Linked DNA regions of Zea mays: region 1 is linked to region 2. The links are chromatin contacts, called in public Hi-C maps. All regions are on one chromosome and are shown on one strand. Each heading gives the region's core, a stretch centred on a gene start, on an enhancer-like site or on the middle of the called end of the contact. The rest is flanking DNA. Distances are from core to core; before and after follow the strand shown. Region 1 holds the start of LOC100383477. Region 2 has its middle 55 kb from the start of LOC103639397.

Region 1 (2,700 bases), core at 59-2,558, 110 kb after region 2:
TGTGCTTTTCTCGTCCTCTCGCAGTAGAGTATAGTGTTTGGTTATTAGCTTATCATTTATCACCTAGCTGAGAGGGAAGCTTTATATGAAATTCAATTTTGTAGCATCTAGCGGACTTGCTCAGGTTCGTTGACTGCTTATCCTTACTTTCAGGTGCAACATGAGCCACAACCTAAACCTGAACCTGACGTAGAAGAGGAACGTGTCAATCTATTCAAGCAGATAGAGTTCTACTTTACGTCGACATATTGACCTACTTCTCTCTACTAAATCCTTTAATTGGTTAAGGTTGTTTTTTCGTTTTTATCCACAGCTAGGAGAACCTATGCTCAGATGTGTACTTGAGGCAACAGATGGATGAACAGGGCTAGGTTGATAACATAGGTCCTTAAGAATGTCATCATCACCTAAAGTCGACTGAACATTGTGTAAAATATGTACACATGCTCATTTGTTCAGGTGTCGTTGCTGTTCCGCAAGATCGTCGTGTCCTTGTTAGGAATGGAGATGCTCTGAGTGAAGTAGGAGGACATGGTGAACATGAACCTGAAGCCGACTTCTAGGAAATCCAACTCGCAACAGTAGGCGAGGAGCGGATGCACCTACTAGAAGAGTGCTAGCTCTGCTCATACGCTTGCTTGACAAACATATGTTGTTAATTGTTTTATATAGTGTTACTAATTACTATCATTTATTCTCTTATGCTTCTTATATAGTTGAGGTTTACATTATTTTTTCATTTCTATCTAGATTTTGTATGTTATGTAGAAAGATCATATGTTTTTTGTAGTTTTTAAAAAATCTATCTTTCTGTTTCCGTGATTGTGTGCCGTTGCAACGCACGGGCACATACCTATACTATTATATAATATATAAATATTCACTAATTTTGCATACCCTGTACGTCCGCCACTACGCTCACTCTATGTTGGTAAGTGTACACACTAATTCAACGTACGCATTTAACTGATCTGATTACATATGTATCTTCACTATCGTGCGTCCAGTGTGTGACACCTCTGGTTGTCATCGCCGTGCCGTTCTTGGGGCTGCTAGGGTTCTTTGGTGGCTTCACATTGACGCTGACAACCTACTACGTGATAGATCTGTCATTTAATCTCTATCTGGTTTTCTTTATTTCAATCCATTCTAATTACGCACTTCATTATCTGTTGACTCATCTCATAGATTGAGAGTTAAAAAATTAGAAACTCCGCAGAAATAAAAGTTTTTTCGAACCAAACACACCTTGTCGCCATCAAAACACACCGCCAACGCCAGTACTCCACGGTACTGCGCCGCCCAGTACTCCGACAGCCACTTCGCTGCTGCTGCTATGTCCTGCGCGCAGCCGATGCGGCGCCGATCTCCATGGTTGTGCGAAACCTAGGCGGCGGGCGCGAGCGAGGCCACAAGGCGGCATCTGCCTCCTGAGTGGGGAGCGGGCTCCCCCGATCCACATCGTGCGGGCTGGTGGCTGCGTCGCGATGAACCCGTTATGCTGCATCGCGCCGGTCTCGCTCGAGCACGCTGCGGATCAGCTCCACGAGCACCCGCAGCGCATCCTCGCTGGTGCACCGCCGGCGACGCCGGCCCCAAAGCAGGATGCGGTTGTGGGGGTGCTGCACAAGTGGGTCAACTATGGGAAGGGGTGGCGGTCGCGGTGGTTCGTGCTCGAGGATGGGGTGCTATCCTACTACAAGCTCCGCGGAGCTGGTGCTGGGGGGGTAGCCGTGTCGCCCGCTGCTGCTGCAGCCAGAGTGATCGGGGACGGGAGTGCCGTGCAGCAGGCGCGGGAGGTGGCCGCGGGGGCAGGAAAGCTGTGGAAGCCGTTTGGCGTGATACACCTCAAGGTACGGTGCTGCCATTCGATTCGGTTTCTTCTGGCATGCTGGTTCCGGCATTGAGAAGTCAAATTTTGAAGCCGCATTTTTCTTGTGATGATTGAGCCATGAATATTGTTCGGGTAAATGTGCTTAAGGTAAAAAAAAAACAAGTGGAGGATTGGCGCTCATTGTACTTTTCATTTTGAGTTTTCCCAATTGAAGACAGGCCGTGGTAGGAAACCTGGTCGCAGATATGTATATGTTTGCATCACGTTTAGTTTAATGCAATAATGCTACAATCGATCATCACTGTGGAATTATCTGAATGATTTGGCACAATGCTGGAGGAAGCAAGATAGATTACTCAATTTTACAGGAATTTCCTTTTGTGGTATTCAGGTCTCGTCTATTCGTGCAAGCAAGTCTGATGATAAGAGGCTGTACATATTCAGTGGAACAAAGACACTACATTTGAGGTGTGAAACTGAGGAGGATAGGAATGCGTGGATAGATGCATTGCTGGCAGCGAAGGATCAGTTCCCACGGTCACAGACTAGCAATGATGTTGGTTCTATGGCAGATATTATGTTGTCCTCTGAGAAGCTTAGGGCACGGCTGCTTCAAGAGGGTCTGTGTGAAGCAGTGGTCAGGGAGTGTGAATCTATTATGATGAGTGAGCTACTGGAACTGCACAATCATATAAAGTCTCAGCAGCAGCAGCATTCTATTTTGATAGACCGCCTTCGGCAACTGGAGGTCATCTTTCCATCTCTGGTTTTGTTACTTAATAATTTCTGATTTTATTTTTTTATTGTTATTTCCTTTCTAGTATTGATTATTAGAAATAAAAACACTAGCAGCAGGGAAAATATCT
Region 2 (2,700 bases), core at 175-2,674:
TGAGAAGTAACGGCGATCCGAATCGATTAATACCCGTCTAGGGATCTCCAACCACACGACATATGTAGCACTTAACCCTTGCATATGTCAACTTGCACCCGGGTTTCTCAAGACCAGAATGGGTTCACGCCAACCGAGAGCATAGATACTCCACCGTCCAGTCTCTTGCCACGGAGGGTAAACACTACTCTTGCCATCTCTCCACTCCCATTGTGTGGTAGCTTTTCTGGTATTGGTCCGACCGAGGCAAAGCTTACCCATGATGAGGCATATGGCTAGTTAAATGGTCCTCGAACAGCAGGCCTACATCGGCTTGGTCCTTAAGCAACTCAGACGGAGACACTACACAAAGACTCCCTTCTCGTGTAAGGCACCCACCCGGTCTCATCTTTATTACTTAAACCCAAAAGTTTTGTACCTGACAGAGGTACTTCTTTTCAGATGTTGAACCCATCACGGCCATGATGGATCCACCATCATCATTCTTTTCTTTGTCAAAATTCCCATCCCATGTGAACCATCACCTTTTTCAAAACAAAACCTTTTGTTTTCTATAGCAAGACTAAGTATTAGAAAACTTGTTTAAAACAGGCAACAAGGAATGGTAACCAATTTTCCAAGGAAGGAAATGTTTCAACTGTTTATCACACAATTCCTATCACCTAATGCATCATATAAGGTGATAAAGATCTTAAAATAACAAGGAAAAGGGATAATGCACCAGGTCTTGCCTTGTGTTGCAGGAGGTTCAGGTTCCACACTGCAGATGTCGAAGTAAAAGTTGTTTTCCGCTGGAGGATTCTCAGTCTAGGAGACAACCTCTTCTTCTACTACAGTCTCTTCCTCGTGTTCTATACATGATAATACATGTATATGAATGCTTATGCTATGTCATAAATATGCAGTTACACAATAGAATTATAATAAGTTGCAACTTGAATACAACTTTCCTTCACAGTACAATTCAATCACTAAGGTTTTCTCGTTAGGTATTTTTTTAGGATTAGTATTAAGTAATTAATCCTTTGAGACTAGTTATTGGGTTTCTAGTCAAACAATGTCCAAATAATTTCAAACTTCACTCAAGGGCTCTAATCATCATATTAAGCCTACCCAAAAAGTTTTATGATTTTTGGAATTATTCAACTATTTCTAAAATTCTAAAAGGCTTGGTCTAAGCACCTTTAAATGCTACATAATTCAGAGTTTGAATAAAAGTCTTGCAATTATTTTTATTAAATACTACTTGATTTTAGGAATTTAGAAAAATTGATTTCATTATTTTTCCATTTTTCTACAATTTTGCACACATTTCCTAAGTGGTCAGCAAAAAGAAAAGGAGAAATCTATAACAGAACTGGGTCGAAATAGGCCCAACTGGCCCAAGTCCACGCAGAACTGTGCGCGCCCGCAACCCGCGCTGGCGGATTTACACCGAGGCCCCTGGCCATTCAAACAATTTGGAAAGAGCCCAAGTCTTGTTTCTATGTCTCTCTGACACTTTTCCTTCTGCCCCCCGATTCTTTCATATTCACAATTCCCGTCCCCGAGCCCGGCCGGCGGTGTTAACGAAGATAAACCTTAGTCATGGTGGCGCGAAGCTTGGGCACTCTCTTAAACACTCTTCAATTGCAATCCTAACGTAACCCGAATGATTTTGGGGCATGAACCTAGTTAACAGGCACTGCATCAACCCACCTATAACCTAACGACCTAACCCAAACGTTTTCCCGAGGCAACAACACCGTGGAGCTCAAACAAATAGAATGGGGAGCACTAGTAGTTCATGTAGTATACGATGCTCATGTGAGCCGACTCAAGACAAGTGGGAATTGGTCGGTCGACACAGGTGCAGTTCATGGGTCTAATACGCGGCGTCGAGCTCGCGTTCCAAGCTATTCAGAATAGCAATGACCAAAAGGCCACTTTGGTCACGCGAGGTTGAGACGTCGGCGACATGGTCACCAGACACGCGGAGCTACTTGGCCAGAGGCTTGAGTGTTTCCCGGGTATAGTTTGGGGAAGTGAAGGCAACAATACTGTGTTAAAATCACTTACAGCAGCTTATGACAATGGCAAGGATCTCTCCTTTACTCCCCTTCCCCCCGGTTATCCTTTATATGGACAGAGCCGACTCAATTGATGGCTGGGTTCAGAGGATGGACAGAGATGCCTAAGGGCTTGTTCGGTTATTTTGAATCCATATGGATTGGAGAGGATTGATATGGATTGAAGGGGATTTTGACTTACTAGGGATTGAAACCCCCTCAATCCCCCTCAATCCATATGGATTAGGGTAGAACCGAACAAGCCCTAACTGGGTGAGGCTATCACCTGCATGAGCGCAAGTGCGTGGCTCATCTCCAAGAATCTACGCATGGCTTAGGAGCACAGCAAGGCCATAGACATGGTAGATTTTTACCACCACCGAGCACAGCAGATAAGGCTGCCTAGGTAGATGTCTTCTAGTTCACTTGGGAAATTTTAGTGTTGGTTAAAGTCTTGAACACCCCTGCTATTCACCTCATCTCTATCTCCACCTTTACACAAAAGTGAAACATCGCAGGGAGAAAAGATCTTCTGCAGATATTTCAGATTACCCTGAACTTCATTACTTGACTGAACCTTCCTTGTTCAACCCCCTTTTCTCTCCATATTTGTTAAGAGCAGATCAGTCTCTGTTAACAGAACTTGTTCACT

The links. A called contact is a pair of places that touch in the nucleus more often than the background predicts.
Region 1: a contact with region 2 is called in a Hi-C map of ear, with 2.5 times the contacts expected there. The contact joins the promoter of LOC100383477 here to the enhancer-like site in region 2. A contact is called at or near these places in 3 of 25 Hi-C or Micro-C datasets (ear and leaf).

Annotation. Positions count from the first base shown.
Region 1 is chr1:149,413,131-149,415,830 of Zm-B73-REFERENCE-NAM-5.0, forward strand. LOC100383477 reads left to right here and starts at 1,309. Exons shown (of 8, transcript NM_001176125.1): 1 at 1,309-1,853; 2 at 2,226-2,582. The coding sequence starts at 1,488. It overlaps LOC103639408 (a long non-coding RNA gene), which reads right to left and starts at 1,818. Exons shown (of 2, transcript XR_559418.2): 1 at 1,249-1,818.
Region 2 is chr1:149,306,202-149,308,901 of Zm-B73-REFERENCE-NAM-5.0, forward strand. No RefSeq gene overlaps it. Among protein-coding and RNA genes, the nearest start is that of LOC103639397, 55 kb to the left of the region's middle. Within about 2 kb of position 1,425, at least 14 of the 20 cell types and tissues checked have an H3K27ac peak or open chromatin away from gene starts, as enhancers often do. A contact at or near this core is called in ear and leaf, where this site is marked.